Linked DNA regions of Mus musculus: regions 1 and 3 are each linked to region 2. The links are chromatin contacts, called in public HiChIP or PLAC-seq and promoter capture Hi-C maps. All regions are on one chromosome and are shown on one strand. The core of a region is the stretch at or near the end of the contact, and the rest is flanking DNA. Distances in the headings are between cores, read along the strand shown. Region 1 overlaps Sult5a1 (sulfotransferase family 5A, member 1). Region 2 overlaps Ankrd11 (ankyrin repeat domain 11). Region 3 overlaps Spg7 (SPG7, paraplegin matrix AAA peptidase subunit).

Region 1 (3,188 bases), core at 348-2,847, 240 kb before region 2:
CTAACAATGGAGGTCAGTCTCTTCTGGAAGAGTTGGCAATGATGGAGTTTGGGGCACTTTCGGAGAGGTATTTTTACAAGGTAAAGCATTTAATTGGGGCTGGCTTACAGTTTCAGGATTTATTCAGGCCATCATCATCATGGCGGGAAGCATGGAGGTGTAGAGGCAGACATGGTGCTGGAGGAGCTAAGGGTTCCTGACCTGCAGGAGACGCTGTGCCACACCAGGCATAGCTTGAGCATAGAAGACTTCAAGGCCCACTCCCACAGTGATACATTTCCTCCAGCAAGGCCACACCTCCTCCAAGAAGGCCACACCTCCTAAGAGTGCTATACTCTACGGGCTAAGCATCACACACATGAGTCTATGGGAGCCATTCCTATTCAAACAACCCCAGGCTCTACTCCTACACTCTGCGGGCACCAGTCACTAGATTAGGCCTCTCTCCTCTTAACCTATTTCTAAATTAAGTCATGTTCCCAGGTACCAGATGGGAGGTTCGCATGCCTCCTCCAGGACATAATTCAGAATGTGGTGATGGAGAAGTAGCTGTCAGTCTCTCAGGAGTTAGTGTGGTTTACTGTCTTCTCTCCCTGCCTGACTCGCACCATCTGCCCTTACTCTAGGTGTTGTGGGGAACTGGAGGGAATACTTTACTCCTGAGCTGAATGAGAAGTTCAACGCTGTCTACCAGTCCAAGATGGGTGACTCTGGCCTTTGCCTCCCCTGGACCATGGACTGACCCTTCTGACCTATCTAGCCCATTCACATGGGCCCACCATGCTACAACCCTGGTCTAGCCTGTCCTCCTACTGTGCTATGCTACTGGTCTAGCCTGTCCTCCTCCTGTGCTACGCCCCTGGTCTAGCCTGTCCTCCTACTGTGCTATGTTCCTGGTCTAGCAATAAAAGCTCAGATTCATGTTATACAGACTCTGTCCCAGGCTCAGCCTGGACCTGTGTACTATATATACCCTTTACCTTGGAAGTTAGGGAAAAAAGGGGACACAGATCCTCGGAACCCTCTTTTTTCTCTAGAGCTTGGCCCTTTACTAGGCTGCAGTCCCAAAACTTTCTTTAGAACCTCCAGATGAGACTCCCTAGACCTTATACCCCAGGATCATTCTTCCAGAGGGCAAAGATAAAGAATGTAGAAAAGCGGGAGGAGCCTGTGGGGTTCCCAAGAAGATCAAATCTGGACCAGAGAAGCCAAAGCCAGCATTAGGAACAAACACCAACAAACCCAAGTAATGGGAAAGGTCTCTGCTCACTCATTGGGGCTCCCAGAGTATGTGGGCTGCCTTCCAAGATGGCTACCATCACAGTCACATGTGCACCGCAGCAAGCTTCCGCTCTGAGAAGAAGTGTTGGCAGCACTGGGCATAATGAGGCCCAAGTGGAGGCAGAAAGTCCCTTCTCATCCTCTCGATCCCTGTGCGCTGCCCATCTGCCTGAGTTCCATGGAATACTCTAATGGCAATATGACAAAAATCCGTCCCTGGCTTAAAGCCAAGGAGTGACTTGATCCAAGGAGCTGGCTCCAGAACCGGTTGATTCAGAGCTCCGTCCTGTTTTCATTTATAGCAGCTGTCTGCTCACGCACTGCGATGAGAACAACTCTCTCTAGACCCTTGGGCCTTGGCTCAGCAATTGGAAAGGGCCCCTGTGGAGTTTTGTTTTGTTTTGTTTTTTGGGTTTTTTTTTTTTTGGGGGGGGGGGCAGGACAGGACTGTGTCACACCAGACATAGCCTGAGCATAGAAGTCCACCCACACAGTGACACATCTATCCCTTCAACAAGGCCACACCCACTCCAACCAGGCCAAGAGAATCCATGAGGCCACATGAGAATGCAGACTTTTCGGGGTCTGATTGCAGATCTGGGAGCTCCCCCCACTTTGCCTGTCCCAGTGTGGAACATGAAGGTATCCAGACGCCAGGAACACTCACCCTGAACATTGTGGCACAGGTATCCGCTGCTCAGCCCCAGCCGTGGTCCACATGGAGGGAGTACCGGGTATGAGGCAGGCAGCTAGAGTACTGTGACTGTGAGCTGTCTGTCGCCCTCGGGAATTTTGGTGTCAAAAGCTAAGCCCAGGGGGCTGGAGAGATGGCTCAGCGGTTAAGAGCATTGACTGCTCTTCCAGAGGTCCTGAGTTCAATTCCCAGCAACCACATGGTGGCTCACAACCATGTGTACTAGCATGCATCTGATGCCCTCTTCTGGGGTGTCTGAAGACAGCCACTATATCTATATCTATATCTATATATATATAGATATAGATATAGATATAGATATATACACTATTTAAAAATAAAAAAGCTAAGCCCAGCTTGCCTGCCTCAGACCAGGGGACATCAAGAGAACTGGGAAGGAGTATGCCCTGGAAGAAAAAGGTAGAGCCTGTCCTGCGAGAGGCAGGGAAGCACCAAGCTCTGTTTCGCTGTTTCTTGGGTGAAAATTTAGATGCAGATCTTCGTCAGGCTTAGCAGTCCAACCAAGATGCCAGGATGACTCCACGCCAGTGCCCATGGGTAGGAGGAGCCCAAGGGTGGAGGCATCAAGCACACAGGACTGGGGTTGCCTGCAGAGGGAAGGAAGGTGACTTGCAGCACTGGACACTGAAGCCAGGAATCCACACACACTTAGCAAGGACTCTACAACTTCTGGAAGCCAGCCTAGTCTACATCGTGAGTTCCAGGACAACCAGGGCTATGTAGAGAGACCCTATCTCAGAGAGAGAGAGAGAGGGAGAGAGAGAGAGATACATACGAGTTCTCCAAGGAGTGTCTGTCTGTTGCGGGGTTGCTCTTAGCAGCCCAAGTCCTCGTACTGAAAGGACAATTGAATGGCCACAGCCAGGGACGCTGTCCCCAGACTTCATTATAGATGCCGTTTATAATGGTTGCGAACACAGCAGCAGCATCCTTGACTCTGGACCTTCTATGTGTCCCAGAGTGGGAGTTCCTATGACAACAGGTGACTTTTCCAAAGACCCCATGAGCTGGGAATGTAACCCAGTCGCTGAGATGCTCGCCTGGTGTTCAGGAAGCCCCAAATATGACCTCAAGCATTCATGAAACCTAACACAATGGTTCATGCCTGGAATCCAAACACTGGGGAGGAAGGGATAGGAGGATCAGAAGCCACAGGTCATCGTTAGCTACATAGTAAGTGGTTATATAAGAC
Region 2 (3,663 bases), core at 534-3,033:
CCTTCTGAATTTGATGATGCAGGCAGGACTCCACTCTACTGGTCTTTTCTCCTCCCCCCTTTTTTAAGGCCTCTGGGGCAGTAGAACACAAATGGCAGAGGAAGCCTGGGGTGAAGCATTGGGTTTCATGTCTGTCATCTCCTAGCACTGAGGACGTTGAGATGAGGCTGCTGATGTCTCGGGGTGGGAGGTTTATAAAGGCTTGCATGGATGTCGCACCCTCTGTCACAGATACTTGTAAGGAAAAGCAGAAGTATGTGGGTACTTATGGTAGACATGTGGATAGCAGGCTTCCCTACACCTCTGTTCTGCCGTAGTGCTGGAGTGGAGGGATGACAGCCCCGTGAGCTCATCAGGACATAACCAGAAGACCACATCAAACCTGAATGTCTGTGTGTGTCTGTGCGCGCGCGTGTGTTTTAACATTGTTTGTAGGGATTCATAAGGCAAGTGGCGGTCCTTGCATTGCTCAGGAGAGTGCTCTGACTCCTGTTGTGGTTGTGGAGGGAAGTCTGTCCATCTGTGGAGGCCTCTGTGAGGCTCTGCACCACTGCACTCTAGATTGTCCTTCAGCCTTCGCTGTTGGTGTGCTGTCAAACTGTTCATGTTCACACCTGACCTGAGGCAGGCACAGGCTCAGCTTTGGCAGGTAGCGTTTTCAGGAAGACTGAACTGTAGACCTAGCTAGAGATGGGTGACTGGCCAGCGCTGTGTCTACTGTCCTATCCGTGGCTGACTTCTTTATAACGTTTGTGAGTCGGGTCTCGCAGCTCCAGTGAAGACTGGATCCACTCCTTTCCTACTCCTTCCTTCGTTGGAAATGGAACCCGAAGCCTATGTGCAAACTCGCTACTGTTGGTGTTGTTTAAGACGTCCAGCCTTAGGCATCTCTATACTTGGAGATGGGGTTTGTCAGTTTTCTCAGGCTGGTTTCCACCTCTGGATCCTTTTGCATTCATCTCCTAAGTACTGGAAGTATTGGTTTGTCTTCATCCATTGGGTTCTGCGCGCGCTCGCGCACACACAAACACACACACACTTTATAATCTTTCTCTTCTATACATTGGTGAGCTGGATGCCTCAGGAAGTACTGGGTATTATTCTCCTACCCAGAGATGCAGTGCTGGCTTACAAACGGGGTATGATGGAGTGGATGGCATCTTGTCTGCAGGGGCTTCTGCAGTGGCACCCACCACCTCATTCAGGATGGAGAATACTCAGAATGGGTGCGCAAAGAATTGTGGGATTGATATTTTCCCCCTGTGTAATAAAGAGGTTTATTTTGGCTCAGAGTTCTGGAAGCTGGAAAAGTGCTGATATTTTTAACTCGATGAAATAGTGACCAAGATAGGATCTCTCTGGTCATCTTGATAGGGTTGTCAGACCTCCCTGGAGGTGTGTGACTCAGTCATACTAAGGCACCTCCTAGTTTTGAAAGGTTTTTACAGACAAATGCTTGCAGTGCCCTAGGCCAATAGCTTATCCTTTCCTGACCAGTGTTCCTCCAGCGCCCTCTGCTGATAATGTACAGTTTAGCACTCATCCTTGATGACAAATGCGGTCTACCCCAGTAACACAAGGGGTACCCTCCCACCCTCATTCCAGTCAGGGTTCCTAGTAGCAAATAGTGAGCGTCCTTTACTGTGCCCTCAAGTGGCAAGAAGCTGGCTGGCCTTAAATGACCAAACCGTACAAACTTTTCCTGTTTCCCAGACCCTGCTGCCAATGGCCCAGCCCACTGGAGGTGCGGCTTCCCCAGTGCTTAGTCAGGACTGAGGGCATCCTGCCAAGAACAGTACAGTTTTGTCTGTTGTGAGTCAGCCTGATGAAAAAGCTTGCCCTCCCAAGGCTGTCTATCAGTGTTGTGATGCTTATGCCGCAGCTAGATGCTGTAGGTGTTCAGATAGACCTCAAGATGGAACATGCCTGCGATCATGATGCCCAGGAGCTGTGGACAGGAGCATGTCCTGACCCCCTGTGACACTGGCGAGACTGGGACATAACAGACCTGGTTGTCTGAGCCGGTACCCTCATCTCAGACTGTAAGACCATCTCCACTCCCTCAGGGCCTCTTCCAGACCAGGTCTTTGGTGTTGACCACATACATCACCTGGTGAGGAAAGGCTCTTCCTCCCACTCTCGGTCTGGTCTCTGTAGAGTTCCCGAGGCCTGGTGTGACATCACAACCTTTTGATCCTGGAGCATGGGAAGCAAGTAGATTCTATGACCTGCAGGCCACCTAGGGCTACTTTAAAAAAAAAAAAAAAAAAAAAACCTTCGTTATGGAATTACGTGATTTGCTTAAAATTTGGTCTCTGTTGAAAATTTTTCCACTAATTTAAAAATCTATAAATTACCCTACCTACCTTTCTAGGGCTCACACAGAATCCACCTGCCCCATTGCGTATGAAGTCAAAACTGGCTTCCCAGTACAGTGCTTCCTTGGAAGAAGGGAGAGAATTAACTTTTTCCACCGCTGTGCCTTTGAGCCTCTTTTCGGGTCTGTACAGCGTTCGGTCGACTCATGAGTCTTAGACACCCACTGAAGCGTTCATTCCTCGGGGCTTGATCCCTCAGTTCTTCTGTGGGAGAGGAAAAACTGAGGGATTCTCTTGCCATTGGCTATATGGAACTCGGAATGCTTGGTGTAAGAGGCTGTGTGTGTGTACATGTGCACACACGCTAATGAGGCTTTTCTGTCCTCTTGCTCACTAGATGGTGTAACTCTGGGCTGCATATTGGCAGATGCTAGACCATGGCAAGTGAGAAAGCAGAGTGCATCTGTCTGCCAGGTCACTGACTCACAGGCTAGGGCTTGGCAGGGAAAGGGCGTGGCGTGGAGAACCTGCTGATTGCCCTAATAACCACAGTGTGACTGCTTGTGAACAACCAGAGCCAAATAAAATGCTTCATGGACTTGGTGGTTGGTCTGGTATATTTCTCAGCCATTTGCCCTTTCCATTTTTTTCTTCACAGAGAAGACTGTGGACTAGCAAAGAAAGTAATTTCAGTTTCAAATTGTGTATTTTCCATAATTCAGAGGCAGATGGTCTGGTGGGCAAACCAGAACAAAGTAATATATCTACTTGATACGAAGGCTCAGGACTGTTATTTAGCATTTATAGCAATGAGACATCAAAATTAGCCAATGTGAAAGGTGTTTGGGGTTAGAGCACAGCAGAGATCCTTAAGGAAGACAAGAGGAGGAGTGACAGACATGTGAGTATAGGAGCCAGGTAGTGTGCTCCCAGCTCCACACTGAGGGCCGTGAGCCCTTGCCTGTGCTACTTCTGCCTCATCTGTTAGGATCTTAGTATTAGGAGGGGCTTCTGCTCCCAGCTGCTGGTATCCAGGTCTCAGTGCATGCCTGGATTTGTATTTCTGTATTTTTCAATCTTTAGCATGCATTTAGCATAGTAAGGGGCAGCTTGTAGATCGTGCTGCCTGCCTGTTGTCTGGGTCGAGACGCTCACATCACTTGTGTTCTTCTGGACTCATGCGGTGCAGTGAGAACCAGTGTTCCCCTCAGTTAGAAATTGGGAAACGACCTGCAGAGGTCATAGAAGCCAAGTTATTGTTTTCTTGAGTCTGGCCTCACTGCCACGCTACAGGTGACTAGTCCATTTCTCAGAAGGAGGAACAAGGTCTAGAAGGCCACCGCGC
Region 3 (3,164 bases), core at 271-2,770, 180 kb before region 2:
CAGGCCAGGCAAGGCTACAGAGTGAGACCGTGCCCCACAAAGAAAAAACCAAACAAGTAAATAAAACTAAACAAGAGATAGACCAGAGCTGGAGAGAGCTCACTTAGGGGGACAAACACCCACACTTGATTTTGCAAGCGTGAGGCCTGAGCTTGAATTCTCAGCACTCCTGCAAGAGGCAGATGCACAGCCCAAGCTCTCTAATCCCAGTGCTCCTGGGAAGGCAGGGAGTGGAGGCAGAAGAATCCCCCAAAGCTCTTAAGCCATCTAGGCCGGCCGGAAGGTTTGTGTGGTGGATGGATGCAGAATAGACCCAAGAGGTGGGTGGTTAGGAAATGCAACAACAGAGACATGGGGAATGAATCCCAGTAGTAAAGAGAAGCTGGTCATACCCTGACAACGTCGACATGGAGGAACAGAACATTTATTAACACATAGCACCAATAAAGAGCCGTCCCCACACAAGAGTGGAGGCTCACTTGGGTGCTCACGTTTAACCTTAGTCTGGGGTGGGGGAATGTCCATTAGCTGTGGCTACATGTGAACATGGCTCTTAGCAAGGCCAGTGTTGCTATCTGTCAGTAAGCTTCAAGTCTGGCATCACCCAGGCCTTGGCCCATAGTGACCCCACTTAAGGGTGCTAGCAGTCTCAGAGGTTAGAGGACTCTTTGCTGGTAGGGTATGACAACAGCTGAGTCCCAGGCTGTGTCTCACAGTTATGAGGAAATGTATCCTGCCAGGGCACAGCTGTGCAAAATATTCTCAGTGCTACCATGAAGATGCTGCCTAGATGCAACAAAAGCCATGATGAGGCTCTCCTTGAATTCACAAAGATCCCTTGAGTGCTGAAATTAAAGACATGCACCACCACGACTGGCTACAAGTGTTCTTAGCTGCTGAGCCATCTCTCCAGCCTTTCTTCCTTTCAATTTTTGATACAACCCAGGATCTCATGCACACAAGGCAAGAACTCTACACTGAGCCAGTCACCAAGTCCTGTTAGGATTTTCTTCATCCCCACCCCCGATCCCACCCCCCACCCTCCATCTTGAAACAGGGTTTCATGATGTAACTCTGGCTAGCCTGGAACTTGCTATGTTGACCAGGCTGGCCGCAAACTCAGCGTTCCACCTGCCTTTGTCTCCCAGGTACTGGGATTAAAGTTGTGTGCCACCATGCCCGGCCCTACTAGGATTTTTGTAATGACTCTCATATGAAATCAACGTTTACACTGTTTGTTTCTAAAACATAAACCTGTGCATATGTGACAACAGACCAGAGCATGTTAAAGCCCTTTCTCCAAGGCACCTGTGGCCAGGTGACCTCGTAGTAAGCAGGGGGGGAAAGAGGTGCTGGCCTGAGGCTCGCTTGTATAAGCTTACAGCCTGTGCTGGGCTGGGACCTCCATGACTAGGCCTCTCAGCCCCTTGGTGAGTTTCCCACGGGCAGCACAACATCCGCTCAGCTCCATCCTCCGCACGCCAAAGAACAGAAACTGTTCTTCCTGCAGAGACGACAAAGACTAGTTTCAGGGCGTCTGAAGGAGCCAGCGTACACAGCTGTGAGCACACAAAGAGACTTGTTAGTGCTGGGCCAATGTGACAAGCAACGGGTTCCTCAGCCAACTCTTGGGGACAAACAGCTATTTTTATAGTAGTTCAGAGAAATCCAGCTCAGAAAACGGCCTGCTTTCTAGCGCACTCAAGACTCTTGAGGAAGGTGGCCCTGCCTCTAACTGTGTATGTAAGGTAACAAACCCGTTGGCAGATTGTCAGTCTACCTGTTGAGTATTAATGCTATGAAATCCATCGAAGCCCTTATTTAAATAAAATATCTCTTTGAGGTTGGGGGGGGGGGCGCGGAAGAGCCACAGGAGAAGGTTCACTGGAGCCTCCTTCACGCCAAGGACACCTGGCCAGTGTCTGAGGGACGAAGGACACATGTTCAGTTTCACTGCACTAATCACAGAGCCGTAGCTGAGACAAGAAAGACCTCCATGCCAGGTCCTTGGGCTGGGTCCTCAGGATCCATGAGTTTCCAGGAGCCCTCTGCTCTTCACAGGGACTCTACCCAGGTCTCCAAGGCATTTACTGCTCTGGAAACTTGACACTGAGCACTTCTGTGGTATGCAAAGCAGCTGTCGGGGTCTCTGTGGCTTGCCCGCCCTGTGGGCTCTGAATCAATATGCTGATAGACAACTGGACAACAAAAGGGATAGAAACTAGGAGGGCTGTGGGACAGCTCGAGCTGCCCTCTTCCTCGTGGCCTCTCAGCCATACACTCCCCTTCCTCATCGCTATCAGACCCATCCCTTGCTTATGGTAAATCTGTAGCAACTTCACAGTTCATGAAATAATGTGCACCAGCCCATCTGATGACACAAGAGCTAGGAGGTGAACTCTTCTGTGCGTTGTGTGAGAGTAGCACACACTTACCCATGTGCATGTGTGCAGTGTGTGCCAATGTACGAAGGCCAAAGAAGGACATCACGTGACCTCCCACTCTCCACCTCTTGTCCACCTCGAATGACGTAGTGTTTTGTATGCAGTGCCTTGAAGGCCACCATGTTAATGCTTCACCTGGCCTTAAGGACGAGTCCCAGGCCTGGGCAGCGCTGGTAAACCCTTTAACTCCAGCATTCAGGAGGCAGAGGCAGGCAAATCCCTGTGAGTTGTAGGCCAGCCTGGTCTGTGTATCAAGTTCTAGGCCAGCTAGGGTTACACAGTGAGGCCTTGTCTCAAAACTAAAAGAAAAACCATAAACTGGGCATGGTAGCTCATGCTTTCAATCCCAGCACTGAGAGGCACAGGCAGGTGGAGCTCTGAGTTCAAGGCCATTCTGGTCTACAGAATAAATCCCAGGACAGCCAGGGCTACACAGAGATACCCTGTCTCAAAAAACAAACAAACAAACAAGCAAACAAACAAACAAGCAAACAAACAAAAACAAAACCATGAGGTTATAATTGACAAATTTATATTTTTAACTACAAAAATGTTCACAATAAATAAAATCAAACACAGAGAGAGGGAAAGAGAGGGAGTGGAGGGAGGAAGGGAGGGAGGGAGAGAGAGAGAGGGAGAAAAAGGGAAAAGGAGAGAGAAGGAAAAGAGGAGAGAGAGAGAGAGAGAGAGAGAGAGAGAGAGAGAGAGAGATGGCTCAGC

What was found. HiChIP or PLAC-seq counts read pairs in DNA pulled down with a chosen protein or histone mark. Capture Hi-C pulls out chosen DNA fragments and counts their contacts.
Region 1: a promoter capture Hi-C map of adipose tissue shows a contact between it and region 2. The contact joins two enhancer-like sites. A contact is called at or near these places in 1 of 39 promoter capture datasets (hematopoietic stem and progenitor cells), 3 of 484 Hi-C or Micro-C datasets (the N1E-115 cell line, cerebellum and muscle stem cells), 1 of 115 datasets of contacts at active chromatin or transcription factors (large pre-B cells) and 3 of 9 other capture datasets (adipose tissue, liver and pancreatic islet).
Region 3: a contact with region 2 is called in an H3K27ac HiChIP or PLAC-seq map of stem cell-derived neural progenitor cells, with 6 times the contacts expected there. The contact joins two enhancer-like sites. A contact is called at or near these places in 70 of 484 Hi-C or Micro-C datasets (3T3-L1-derived adipocytes, the AML12 cell line, the AtT-20 cell line and 38 more), 15 of 115 datasets of contacts at active chromatin or transcription factors (CD4 single positive thymocytes, the HPC-7 cell line, the NIH/3T3 cell line and 9 more) and 4 of 9 other capture datasets (adipose tissue, bone marrow-derived macrophages, liver and 1 more).

Annotation. Positions count from the first base shown.
Region 1 is chr8:123,140,585-123,143,772 of GRCm38.p6, reverse strand. Sult5a1 (sulfotransferase family 5A, member 1) reads left to right here. Exons shown (of 7, transcript NM_020564.3): 7 at 627-926. The coding sequence ends at 742. Among named protein-coding and RNA genes, the nearest start is that of Mir7080, 12 kb to the right of the region's middle. Within about 2 kb of position 1,597, at least 87 of the 459 cell types and tissues checked have an H3K27ac peak or open chromatin away from gene starts, as enhancers often do. A contact at or near this core is called in adipose tissue, cerebellum and muscle stem cells, where this site is marked.
Region 2 is chr8:122,904,666-122,908,328 of GRCm38.p6, reverse strand. All of the region lies in intron 4 of Ankrd11 (ankyrin repeat domain 11), which reads left to right. Gm39273 (a long non-coding RNA gene) reads right to left here. Exons shown (of 4, transcript XR_003947488.1): 2 at 2,367-3,663; 3 at 1-2,248. Among named protein-coding and RNA genes, the nearest start is that of Gm39272, 27 kb to the left of the region's middle. Within about 2 kb of position 1,783, at least 211 of the 459 cell types and tissues checked have an H3K27ac peak or open chromatin away from gene starts, as enhancers often do. A contact at or near this core is called in adipose tissue, cerebellum, muscle stem cells and 4 more, where this site is marked.
Region 3 is chr8:123,082,162-123,085,325 of GRCm38.p6, reverse strand. All of the region lies in intron 9 of Spg7 (SPG7, paraplegin matrix AAA peptidase subunit), which reads right to left. Among named protein-coding and RNA genes, the nearest start is that of Spg7, 18 kb to the right of the region's middle. Within about 2 kb of position 1,520, at least 33 of the 459 cell types and tissues checked have an H3K27ac peak or open chromatin away from gene starts, as enhancers often do. A contact at or near this core is called in neural progenitor cells, neural stem cells, stem cell-derived neural progenitor cells and 1 more, where this site is marked.